Linked DNA regions of Mus musculus: regions 2 and 3 are each linked to region 1. The links are chromatin contacts, called in public promoter capture Hi-C maps. All regions are on one chromosome and are shown on one strand. Each heading gives the region's core, a stretch centred on a gene start, on an enhancer-like site or on the middle of the called end of the contact. The rest is flanking DNA. Distances are from core to core; before and after follow the strand shown.

The links. Promoter capture Hi-C pulls out the DNA fragments that hold promoters and counts their contacts.
Region 2: a promoter capture Hi-C map of stem cell-derived epiblast-like cells shows a contact between it and region 1, with 3 times the contacts expected there. The contact joins the enhancer-like site here to the promoter of Lacc1 in region 1. A contact is called at or near these places in 9 of 39 promoter capture datasets (the HPC-7 cell line, embryonic stem cells, hippocampal neurons and 4 more), 3 of 115 datasets of contacts at active chromatin or transcription factors (acute myeloid leukemia, embryonic stem cells and fetal liver) and 2 of 9 other capture datasets (adipose tissue and liver).
Region 3: a contact with region 1 is called in a promoter capture Hi-C map of second pharyngeal arch cranial neural crest, with 3 times the contacts expected there. The contact joins the enhancer-like site here to the promoter of Lacc1 in region 1. A contact is called at or near these places in 10 of 39 promoter capture datasets (the 3T3-L1 cell line, the HPC-7 cell line, cranial neural crest and 5 more), 4 of 115 datasets of contacts at active chromatin or transcription factors (craniofacial prominence, embryonic limb bud and embryonic stem cells) and 1 of 9 other capture datasets (embryonic stem cells).

Annotation. Positions count from the first base shown.
Region 1 is chr14:77,034,918-77,038,359 of GRCm38.p6, reverse strand. It overlaps Lacc1 (laccase domain containing 1), which reads left to right and starts at 1,743. Exons shown (of 8, transcript NM_172488.2): 1 at 1,743-1,863; 2 at 2,370-2,548; 3 at 2,955-3,442. The coding sequence starts at 3,006. It overlaps Ccdc122 (coiled-coil domain containing 122), which reads right to left and starts at 1,588. Exons shown (of 6, transcript NM_175369.4): 1 at 1,389-1,588.
Region 2 is chr14:75,897,875-75,901,316 of GRCm38.p6, reverse strand. All of the region lies in intron 7 of Gtf2f2 (general transcription factor IIF, polypeptide 2), which reads left to right. Among named protein-coding and RNA genes, the nearest start is that of Gm52138, 8.9 kb to the right of the region's middle. Within about 2 kb of position 1,601, at least 81 of the 459 cell types and tissues checked have an H3K27ac peak or open chromatin away from gene starts, as enhancers often do. A contact at or near this core is called in stem cell-derived epiblast-like cells, where this site is marked.
Region 3 is chr14:78,059,069-78,062,510 of GRCm38.p6, reverse strand. No RefSeq gene overlaps it. Among named protein-coding and RNA genes, the nearest start is that of Fam216b, 28 kb to the left of the region's middle. Within about 2 kb of position 1,805, at least 16 of the 459 cell types and tissues checked have an H3K27ac peak or open chromatin away from gene starts, as enhancers often do. A contact at or near this core is called in craniofacial prominence and second pharyngeal arch cranial neural crest, where this site is marked.

The sequences.
Region 1 (3,442 bases), core at 494-2,993:
TAGCCAAACTTTGCAGTGTACTGTTTGGCCCTGAGCTCAGACTGTGTCTATCAGAGGGCTCCTCGTGCATGAAAATCCCAAGGAAGCTATTCTGCGAAGTGAGGCAACCAGGCCTCCAGGAAGGTTATGTTTAAGCTTGAAGGGTATTGAGCAACCGAGAGCAGGTCAGCTCACAAAAGAAACGTGTTCAAAGGACAACAAGCAGCAAATGTAAAGAATTGTCGATGGCCTACGATAGAACAGCCTTTACTTGCATGGCTTGAGAAGGAGTTTGTTGTTTGTCTTCCAAAATGAATTATGCATGTGAATCATCTGCGAGATAAAAATAAAAAAGCAGAACAAAACAAGCCCAGGCCTGACTCCCATAGACTCTGAGTCAATCTGCAGCCGGGGTGTGGGGTACCTACTCTACTATTAAGTTCTACTTGTTCCCATGTGCAACCAGGATTGAGAGGCTCTGTAGTAGCCTGGGAAAGGGGAGAGAGTGTTAAGAAATGCAGCCCAGACAGACCAGATGCTGAAGGAAATGGTATGTAAATACATTATCACAACTTCCCTAACAACTTAGCTATTTTGAAAGTTTTGTTACTGCCAGTGCTGTTGCATGAATGAATCCTGAGCTCTCATCCTTGGACATGAAAACAAGAAAAAAAGCTTCTAAACTTGCTTTTAAAAAAAAAAATCCATTTTCCTTAACAGACAGCAAGTTTATGCCAAGGCATGCATGTCTGATCAGATCTGTGTTATCTATCCCTCAGGGTTCCTGGAAGTGTCCAGCGAGCATTCAATGTGTGCCCTCTGAAAGTGATCACACGGCCTGGAGTAGGTTCTATGTGGGCTGGTTACCTTGGCCGCTAGTCAAGTTGAGATGGGTGCACACTTAACAAGACTTCTAGACTCCCGGATCCCCTAGAGTCTTCTCATTCAGGAAACACTTGAGCACTTGGAGGAAGACCAAGGAAAATGAAGGCCCTCTCCTTCCTCCATTGCCAGTCCTCAGAAAATGCGCTTTCTCTTACCTTCTCATATATTTTGAAGAGTGGGTATTTTTCCATTTACAACAGTACTTGATTTTCAAATTGTTGTTTTTAAATAAATAACATTAAACCCTTGGGGGACAAAGGAGCCTTAATTTTTATCTTATTGCTACTGTAAGAATGAATGCATTCCGTCCTGTGAGGGGACACACTTGGGGGGGGGGGTAAGAGAAATCGACGTTGCCAACACAAGTGAACAGTCAAGGATGTTGGTCCCAAATGAAAGTACAGAATCAGCCGAAAGGGGGAAAAAATGAAAACTAACTAGAAACTTAAAAACTAAACAAAAAGTGAAAAGAAAAAAGAAAAAAAAAAGCCACTCCCCCACAAAAGTCACCAGAGTCCCCTTACTTGAGCCCGGATTGGAGGGCGCTAAGTGACAAGCTGGCCACACTGCTGGGTCAGCAGATCCTTCTGGAGTCGCCACGGCCCGCGGGGAGAGGGGACGCTTCTTCCCTTCCCTTCCGGGCGCCTCACGGGACGCGCTCGCCCGCGGCTCTCCGGGCCCCCGCGCCTCAGCGCCCGGGCCTCAGGCGGCCTCCACGGTGACTGCGGGCGCTGACCCGGAACTGCTGAGCGGCGCGGGAATCCCCCGCAAGGGGCTCGGCCTTGCGTCTCCAGGGCGCCACCTCGCGGCCGTGGCGGGAACACCCAAACCCGGGCGCACGCCCGCGGGAGCCCGAGGCCGCCGGGAGGCCCGGGGACGCGGTGAGGCGGGCGGACCGGCCGGCCGGTGACTTTGGGAGCCACTGGGGTTCGAGCGCCGAGCCTGCAGCTCACGCCCCAGCTCGCGGCCGCCGAGGAGAGCGCGGGAAGCAGCCCTGCGGTGAGTCCCGGGCGGAGGGGAGGTCGGCGCGGCGACGGGACGGACGGACGCACACCGTGCAGTCCAGGCTCCTCCGAGGTCGCCTGCACGGCTGGCGGAAAGAATGAATGAAGGCGCCAGTGCCCTACGGGGCGGGCGGAGGTTGGGGTGGGCGTCGGGGTGAAGGCTCAGCAATGGTAGGTGTCAGAATTGGGGGTCACAGGGTCGGCAGAGGGGAGCTCCAGCCTGGACAGGGAGTTCAGAGAATCTGCAAGTGGTCAGAAATCGACCCTGATCCAAGTTGCAGTGGCTTTTGGGATTATCCCAAGTGCGGAGGACTGTGTAAACCTGGGGGGAAAGCCCAGCCTGTGGGCTAGCTTTTACCTTTAAAAAATGAGTGTGTTTGTTTGTTTGCTTGCTTATGGTGACAGACACCTTTACTCTTCTCTCTCTCTCTCTCTCTCTCTCTCTCTCTCTCTCTCTCTCTCTCTTTCTTTCTTTCTGGTGACATACACCTTTAATCCCAGCACTTGGGAGGCAGAGGCAGAGGCAAGCAGGTGTCTGAGGTCGAAGCCAGCCTGGTCTACATAGCTAGTTCCAGGACTGCTGGGGCTGTTAGACAGAGAAGCTCTGCCTCGAATCCCTGTCCCAACCGCAACCCCAAAGAAGATTGGCTGCTGATACTGCTCAACTTAATATCCTAAAGGTGAGACCTCAGTATTTCATGAGATGTGATCTAATCTTATAGACATGATGGGGATAATGACATAACAGATTTACATCCTATAATTAAAAAGACTTGATCTCAGACAACAAGTAATTTTGTACTTAAAATCTGCTATAAGGAAAACAAAGCATAATTTCTATTCTATAAAAATGTACCCAGCTGTTCACAAAATAAAAGATGGCTCTGCCCTTAATTGTCAGGATGAATGGTGCACTGGCTTTTCTGCTCTGCACACTACATTTATTTTGGTTACTTTTTGTATTGATGCAATTTACTTCCTATTTTTATTTTTATATTTATTTATTTATTTTTGTTCACCACAAATTTCGGTTGTATCTATAAGAAGATCGAATTTATTGTTATTTGTGATCACTTTTCTTTACAGCTGCTATGGCATAAAAAGTCTTTGGGGCAAAAAAGACTGCCTGATTGAAGAATGGCAGAAGCAGTCTTGATTGATCTCTCTGGTTTACAATTGAATGCACAGAAAAACTGCCATGAGACCTTACTGGAGACACTGGATGGTATTCACTACCACCACGCTCCCAAGGCCAAGTTCCTTTGCATAATATGTTGCAGAAATGCCAGCAAGGAAAAGGATGGGGAGTATGGCCTCTGTGAATTGGAAGCAGGAAATGGCTTTTCACGTCTCGCGGGAAAATTCGAGACTGTTAGCCATCCCTGCCTGGCTGCCTCTTTGTATACAATTAAACAAAAAATTGATGAAGAAAATCTGAGCTGCATTAAGGTGATTGTCCCCGAGCACAGGAAACTGTTAATGAAGGCTTACGTTGGTCAACTCTTCACCGAGGTGTATGAGTTTGAGTTTGAAGATCTACAGGGAGCTTGGAGGGATAGCCTTTTGAAACCATC
Region 2 (3,442 bases), core at 352-2,851, 1.1 Mb after region 1:
TAAGACACTTGCCACTGCAGACAGATGAGTCTTTTTTAGCACACAGATATTAATGCAATAATTATCTGGGTTTTCAAGGTTTGAATGAAATGTAGAGACAGGCAGGGTTTTATCCTTTGACCATTTTCACTTCCCATCTGTTGGCTGCTTAGAGTTTTCAGAGGAAGAAACACAGCAGTGGAACCCAGAGAAGACCCAGGATAGGGGTGGGGCAGCAGTGAGGAGGAAAGAAGATAGCTGCAGGCCCTTGCTGCACAGAAGCCGGGCAGCACCTTCCCTCCTGTTCCCAGTTTATTCTGTCTGGAGGGCTGAGAGCATCTGGCCCTCTCTGGCTGCTGACTCCTGTGTGTACTTGATTTCTTAATGAGCAAGCCTGTGCCTCCAGTCACTGACTGCCTCATAAGTAAGGAAGTCCTTTGTTCTCTCCACTGCTCTGAAAGGAGTCAACTTACTCGCACAGAAAATTCTGTCTATAACAACGCCCTTCCTCTTGTGGTACCCCAGAAGACACACATTCCCCTGCACCACCTGGGCACACAGTGGGCACTTGCTTTAAGCTTTTAGGGCCAGTTTTTGTAACTAGATGCCAAGCAGGGTTTGTGATTAACTTACTGAAAGCCTTAGGAGTGGTAATCTCCCTGTCTGAGCTGTTCTTAATCAAGTTCAGTTGAGTTATTATTATGTAAATAATGCTTATCACTGAAATATCTGACAAAATGCAGATCAGGCTTCTTAGGTTTGGTAGAGCTGGAGAAGAAAAGAACTGCATTGGCTGGCTGGCTGGCAGCAGAGAAACTAAATCACAGGCTGCTTGCACCTAGTCCTAAAACTTCCTAAAATTTAAGGAAATTTGAAAACAACCCTGCAGAGTTGTGGCCTAGTCAGGTGCTATGGTTCTGATTCTGTTTTGTTACTTGACCAGGTGAGTAGAATGTGGTCATCTCATTCCCTCCTTGTAGTGAGTCCGTGGGCTACATTACCAAGAGAAAGAGGAGTGCATGGGAACGGCTGGTTTGTAGAATGAAAACTTTTTTGGTTGTGAGCTTAGCCTCTCATCACTGAACCCTCTCTCCACCCCAGTGAAGACTTTCTTACCATGTCATGTTGACCCCTCTTCTGGCTTTTCTGTTTTCTTGGCTAAGATTACAGATAAGCACAGAACTCGGAGTTAGAAGAGCTGCTTTTTTCTGGGTTGCTGAAATGCTCCTGGTGATTGCTGTTTGTGTTTGGGCCACTGCTATCCATCCACAACTGTGTGATTGTTTGTGCAACAGGATCTTAGCAGCCTCACAATGAACCATTCTTTGGAATTTTACAAAGATGTCATTCTTGGCACCTAAACTGAAAATCATTTGTGCCTAACCCATCATTTTCCATTTATGAATCCAGTTTAATTAGAAAGTAGTTTATGAACAGTGCCCCATTTTTCAAGTGTAATTTGAAATAGCAGATGGCAGACGTGCACATTACCTGCTTGCCCAAGCCTAAATGCTTACTCATTCACACTCATGCCTTTAGCAAAGCCAACTATAGAAGGTGTGGGAGGCAGGCAAACCGCCTGGGGAACCCAGGCCTCATTGAGCTCGTTGCTGCCACCTGCTGGGGCCTGTTTGTGGAAGGCTGTCCAATAGACAGATGCTAAGCTTTCCAGTGACCTCACCGAGCTCTAGTCTCTGCTGTTACATTTCTAAAAGACAAGCCTGGTAGTAGTGGTGCATGCCTTTAATTCCAGTACTCAGGAGGTGGAGGCAGAGGCAGGCTGATCTCTCAGTTCCAGGCCAGCCTGGTCTACAGAGAGAGTTTCAGAACAGCCAGAGTTACATAGTGAGACCTTGTCTCAAAAAGAAACAAACTTCTAGATGGCAGCCTATCTGTGGGTTAATGGATTGTGCTCCATTGTTTCAGATCAGCAGGTAGGGATTTGACTATTTGGTAACATGGCCCCTTGAGGTTCTGAGAACAAAGGATATCAAGAGCTCAAAATCCCTGGAGTGTGGGAGCTGTAACAGCCTCGGAGCAGATAGCGTGATCTTCAGAATCTTGGCTAGGGACTTGGACAGAGAAAGGAAGAACACAAATTTGAGCTCAGTCTGGACCGCCTAATGACACCATGTCTCAAAAAAACAAGGACAGTTTGGGTCTGGTGGCACTTGGAGGCAGAGCCAGGGAGATCTCCCCTAGTTTAGGGCAAGCCTGGTCTACATAGAATGTTGCAGGCTAGCCTAGGCTGTATTGTCAGACCCTATTTATAAAGGGAGGGGTCATAGTGGCAAATGCCTTTAATCCCAGTACTCTGAAAGCAGAGGCAGGTAAATGTCTGAGTTTGAAGCTAGCTGGTTTCATAAGAGAGTTCCTGGCCAGCCAGGGCTACAGAGTAAAATCCTGTCCATATGTGCACACACAGGGGTTTGTTAAAGATTCACACATAATGTGGTTTGGGTAGTAGTGCATTCGGTGCAAATATTATCTAGACAGGAGTTCTTCAACCATTAGTGCCTCTCGTTTTGGTGAATTATATATCCTCCTGCAGTGAGAAGAGCCATCTTGACATTGTGCCTAGTTCTTTGAAGCAGATACTCAGAAGTTGGATTGGGTGGGGTGTTTGTTAGTTGGTTGGTTGGTTGGCAGGACACATCACTTGTGAATAATTAGCTTTCTTTTCTAGAGGTTACTGTCATTTGTATTATTGGTCAATGGGTGCTTCAGTGGGCTTTGGCAAACAAAGGCAGGGTTTTGTAGTCCACTTAACACAGTCTTAATTTCCACGACTCCAGTAATCATTTGGGAAGCAGGTTCTGGGGACATAAAATAATGTAAGCCGAGCACAGGAAGCCTGCGCCCTCTCGTTCTTAGTCTTCTCTCTGCTATGGCAGGCTCGGGCAACACAAAGTTTCAGGCTACCCCTTTCCTTATTCCACAGGGAAGGGGTAGTCTGAAACTCAGAAGATCCATCTTAGGTCAGATGGGGTGTGGCTCACGATTTTATTCCCTGCACTCAGAAAACAGAGGCTCATGGAACTCTGGCAGTTGAGGCCTGTCTAGCATAATGAGATCCTGTCTTTAAAGAAAAGCATATCTTACAGAAGTAGGAGTTGTAGGTACTCATCATATGCTTGCTTGCTTGACTATTATTTCCTATCCCTACAGGGTGTGTCATTTATATGGATGCTCATAAAACTGTTGATTGTAGTCTGTGGACTGATTGTTAAGTCACTAAAGTCAAGAGCAGATTGCCCTCCATTGAATTCAGTAAACATGGAGCAGCCATTACAGTATATTTTCCTCTAGATTCCTCTCTGTTTAGGACTTCCAGGCCTTTGATGCACATGGTCCTGTGTTTAGTGAGGAATACGTTGTAGGACTAGAGAAATGGCTCAGTGGGTAAGAGCACTAACTGCTTTTCCGAAGGTTCTGAGTTCAAATCCCAGCACCCACATGGTAG
Region 3 (3,442 bases), core at 556-3,055, 1.0 Mb before region 1:
GCTGAAAACTGCATGTGATATATCTAGCATTCCTCCCAAAACACCTTTAGGAATTTCTAAGTCAGAGGAACTTAGGTAAAGTATCACCAAACACAAAGAACTGTTGTCATCGTCGTCATCATCATCATCATTATCATCAATCAATTTTAAGATTTTCGATAATCATAAAGTTGGCTTTTCATTTTTGAGACTAGTAGTTTTTATTCCCTACAATAAATCAGGGAAACAAATCAGCTTAGATAGTATAACAAAAGTAGTGCTAAGCCATCTGCCCAATGTACATTAGCATCACCACTGTCACCACCACCACCTCCACCACCATCATCATCATTATCATCATCACCATCACCATCACCATCACCATCATCATCATCACCATCACCATCATATAATACCTTTAGACACGGGTTCTACTTTTGGATATGCATTAGTTCTGTGGTGTGTTCTTGACGAGAGGTCACGTGAGGCTTCTCCTGTACCCCTCTTATCACACTCCTGACACCATGCTACTCACGGCTCACAGGCAGCCTGGAAATGCTACAGGGTGCCAAAGGCTTAGTGAGGCTGACTTTGTGAATTCAGTAAGTCAGTGTGATTTATGTTCCCACTGAGGGCACACTGTTCTAAAACAGACACGTGCTCTGGAATTCCATGTCTCAACACCCTGACACTTCTTGGAGGGTAGCTTCCGGTATTAGTGGAAGAAGCTAAAACCAGGGAATTCCAACTAGGATATTAAGTCTTTTCCTGGAGAGACCCAAAGGTGGTGTCTTAGGAGCAGGAAAGGCCTTATGTCTACATTTCATTTTTTGAGATGTGTTAAGAAATGTGGCAAAGGAATGCCCAAACAAAAGGCACACACTGCTGATGAAATACCCACAAATGTACATACATATACATGGATTCATACATATATGCACATGCATGCACCTTTTCACAGTCAGGTTCACATCTGCCTTATTCACACTGATGGCCAAATATTTGGGGGATTTGCATCTGGAAGCTTTCCTCTAGCCTTTGTGTTCACTCCCCTCACACCTTTGTTAAAGCAATGGTTAACTTTCTGAAGACAGTAAACAAGGTGCTATTGCATGCCTGAAATGCTCCACCCTGCCTTCAGTCCCTCATTCTGAACATGGCTCACTAGCTCCATCTAAAAGCTTCAGTGCTCTTTACATGGTCTCTTTCATGCACATACATACATACATACATACATACATACATACATACATACATGGATGCATGTATACTTGGATACAGACAGACAGACAGACAGACAGACAGACAGACACACACACACACACACACACACACACACACACTGAATACTTGCCAAACGCTTCATGCATAAACACCTGCTTGCATGCTTGACTGTACATCACCCTTACTCTTTGGTGACAGCATTCAGTGCCTTCTATTCAATGATCATCTACTTATCTGTCCCCTCCTACTCTGCCCTGAGAGCATCACCCTAACTAGGAAAAAAAATGGTTTCTTCCTTCCTTTTCTTTCTTCCTTTTTTTTCAGTTTGTTCTCATTCACCAAATAGAGCCTAGAAAACAGGTAAATAAAACCCAGTGAGTGAACAAACGGAACGAGCCTGTTCTTGCTCTTGCCCTTAGGTACATGGTCACCCTATACGTTCATCTTCCCGGTAACCCCCACTCTGAAGTCTGAGGTTGAGGCTTGTGGGTGGAGGGTTTGATTCCCTTGTTCCCTAAGCAGCATGCAACTTTAAGGCTGAACCATTTGCATCCCGCCTGGGTAGGGAGAAATGACCTAAGTGGGCAGTTACTCTTTGCCGGTGACTTTTGTTGCACTGTGTGGCTCATTTGATCAAGTCTAGACACATTATTTCATGTGCTGTGGAGTCTCAGTTCCTGTAACACAGCCCCCTTTAAACATTAGTCTTTCTGGCAGAATTTGATAGGGGTCATATAAAATCTTTTTCTTCATCTGCTAATGGCAATTTACAGACACTTACTCTGAGCAATGTGCACCGAAAAGACCAGCAAACTCACCCCCTCCCCCTGTTATGATCCAGCCCTGCAACGTCAAAGCCCGGAACCCAGCCTGATACTTTCATCCGTGATATGTGAGCCTCATCTGTGGTTGGCTGCCTCATCAATTTTCATTTGGGAGTTGAAATGGACTCGGAGGCAGATATGGCATTAATTACGGGGAAATTGGTTGCAATATGCCTGAGGTGAAGCCGTTCTGATGGGAATCCGAGATGGAGAGGAAGCCAAATTATAAAAGGGTGATTTACTGGAAAAAGAAAATGTGTGCATTACCATCAATGTTTAGCAAAGAAAAGGGAGCCAGTAAACCAGAAAGATGGTGGGGTGACTGAAAGAGTAAAATACTCAGGATCTCAAAAAAAGATTTATGGTTATGCTGTGTGCACTATATTTCCCCAGATGCACATGGCATTTTCCAAGAGTGTGCATCAATTAAAAGGCAAGTAAGCATTAATAATGGTTGGCAGGGCCCCTATTTCTTTTTAGATTGAAATATATTTCACTAAAGAGCATCTAGGGATCTCAAAGTTAAAATTCATTTGCCAGCTATGCTGTGTGCTATTGTTACAATTTTCTTGTTATAATATCACATTTTCCCCTAACGATTTCAATTTTTTCCCCTAGTTAATATCTCTTTTCTTTTGTTACCGAATCTTGACGAGGCAAATGGTAGATGCAAAGTCATAGCAGAAATGACAACCCTCAATTTAATATGAGAGAAGTAAGACAAAAGGTGCTTAAGGTAGTTTACTTTCTTTTTAAAAAGCCACAGTTTTTCTTCATTGAGCTTCATTGGGCTTATGAAGAGCGAGCTATGGGGGCGGGTGGGGGGGAGGTCATGTGTGCTGGCAATTGCCAGTATTTGTGAACTTGGGGGGGGGATCCTGATTTCAAAACACCAACCTCTCTCCCTCTCCCTCTCCCTCTCCCTCTCCCTCTCCCTCTCCCTCTCCCTCTCCCTCTCCTTCTCCCTCTCCCTCTCCCTCTCCCTCTCCCTCTCCCTCTCCCTCTCCCCTCCCTCTCCTTCCCTCTCTCCCCTCCCTCTCTCCCCTCCCCCTTCCCTTCCCTCCCCTCCCCCTCCTCCTCCCTCTCCCCCTCCCTCTCCTCTCCCCCTCCTCCGTCTCCCCCTCCCTCTCCCTAAAATGTTTCCTTCCTTCTTTGTCCAGACTGGTCTGATGTCAAGGCCAATTCTGAGTAAGCTTCCTTGAAACTTTGAGCCTGTAAGTTCACCTTTCTTCATCTAAGGCGATCAACTCAAAAGTAGGGGACAAGGACCTGCCTTATGCCACCAAAACCACTTATAACATCCAGGTCCATTCACTTTCTGCTCTGCACCTTTGTCTATGAAGGAAGAACTTTCTCTTTCTTATTTATTTTTCTTGCTTCCATCTCCAAGCCTGGAAAGTGCAGAGCCAGCTAAG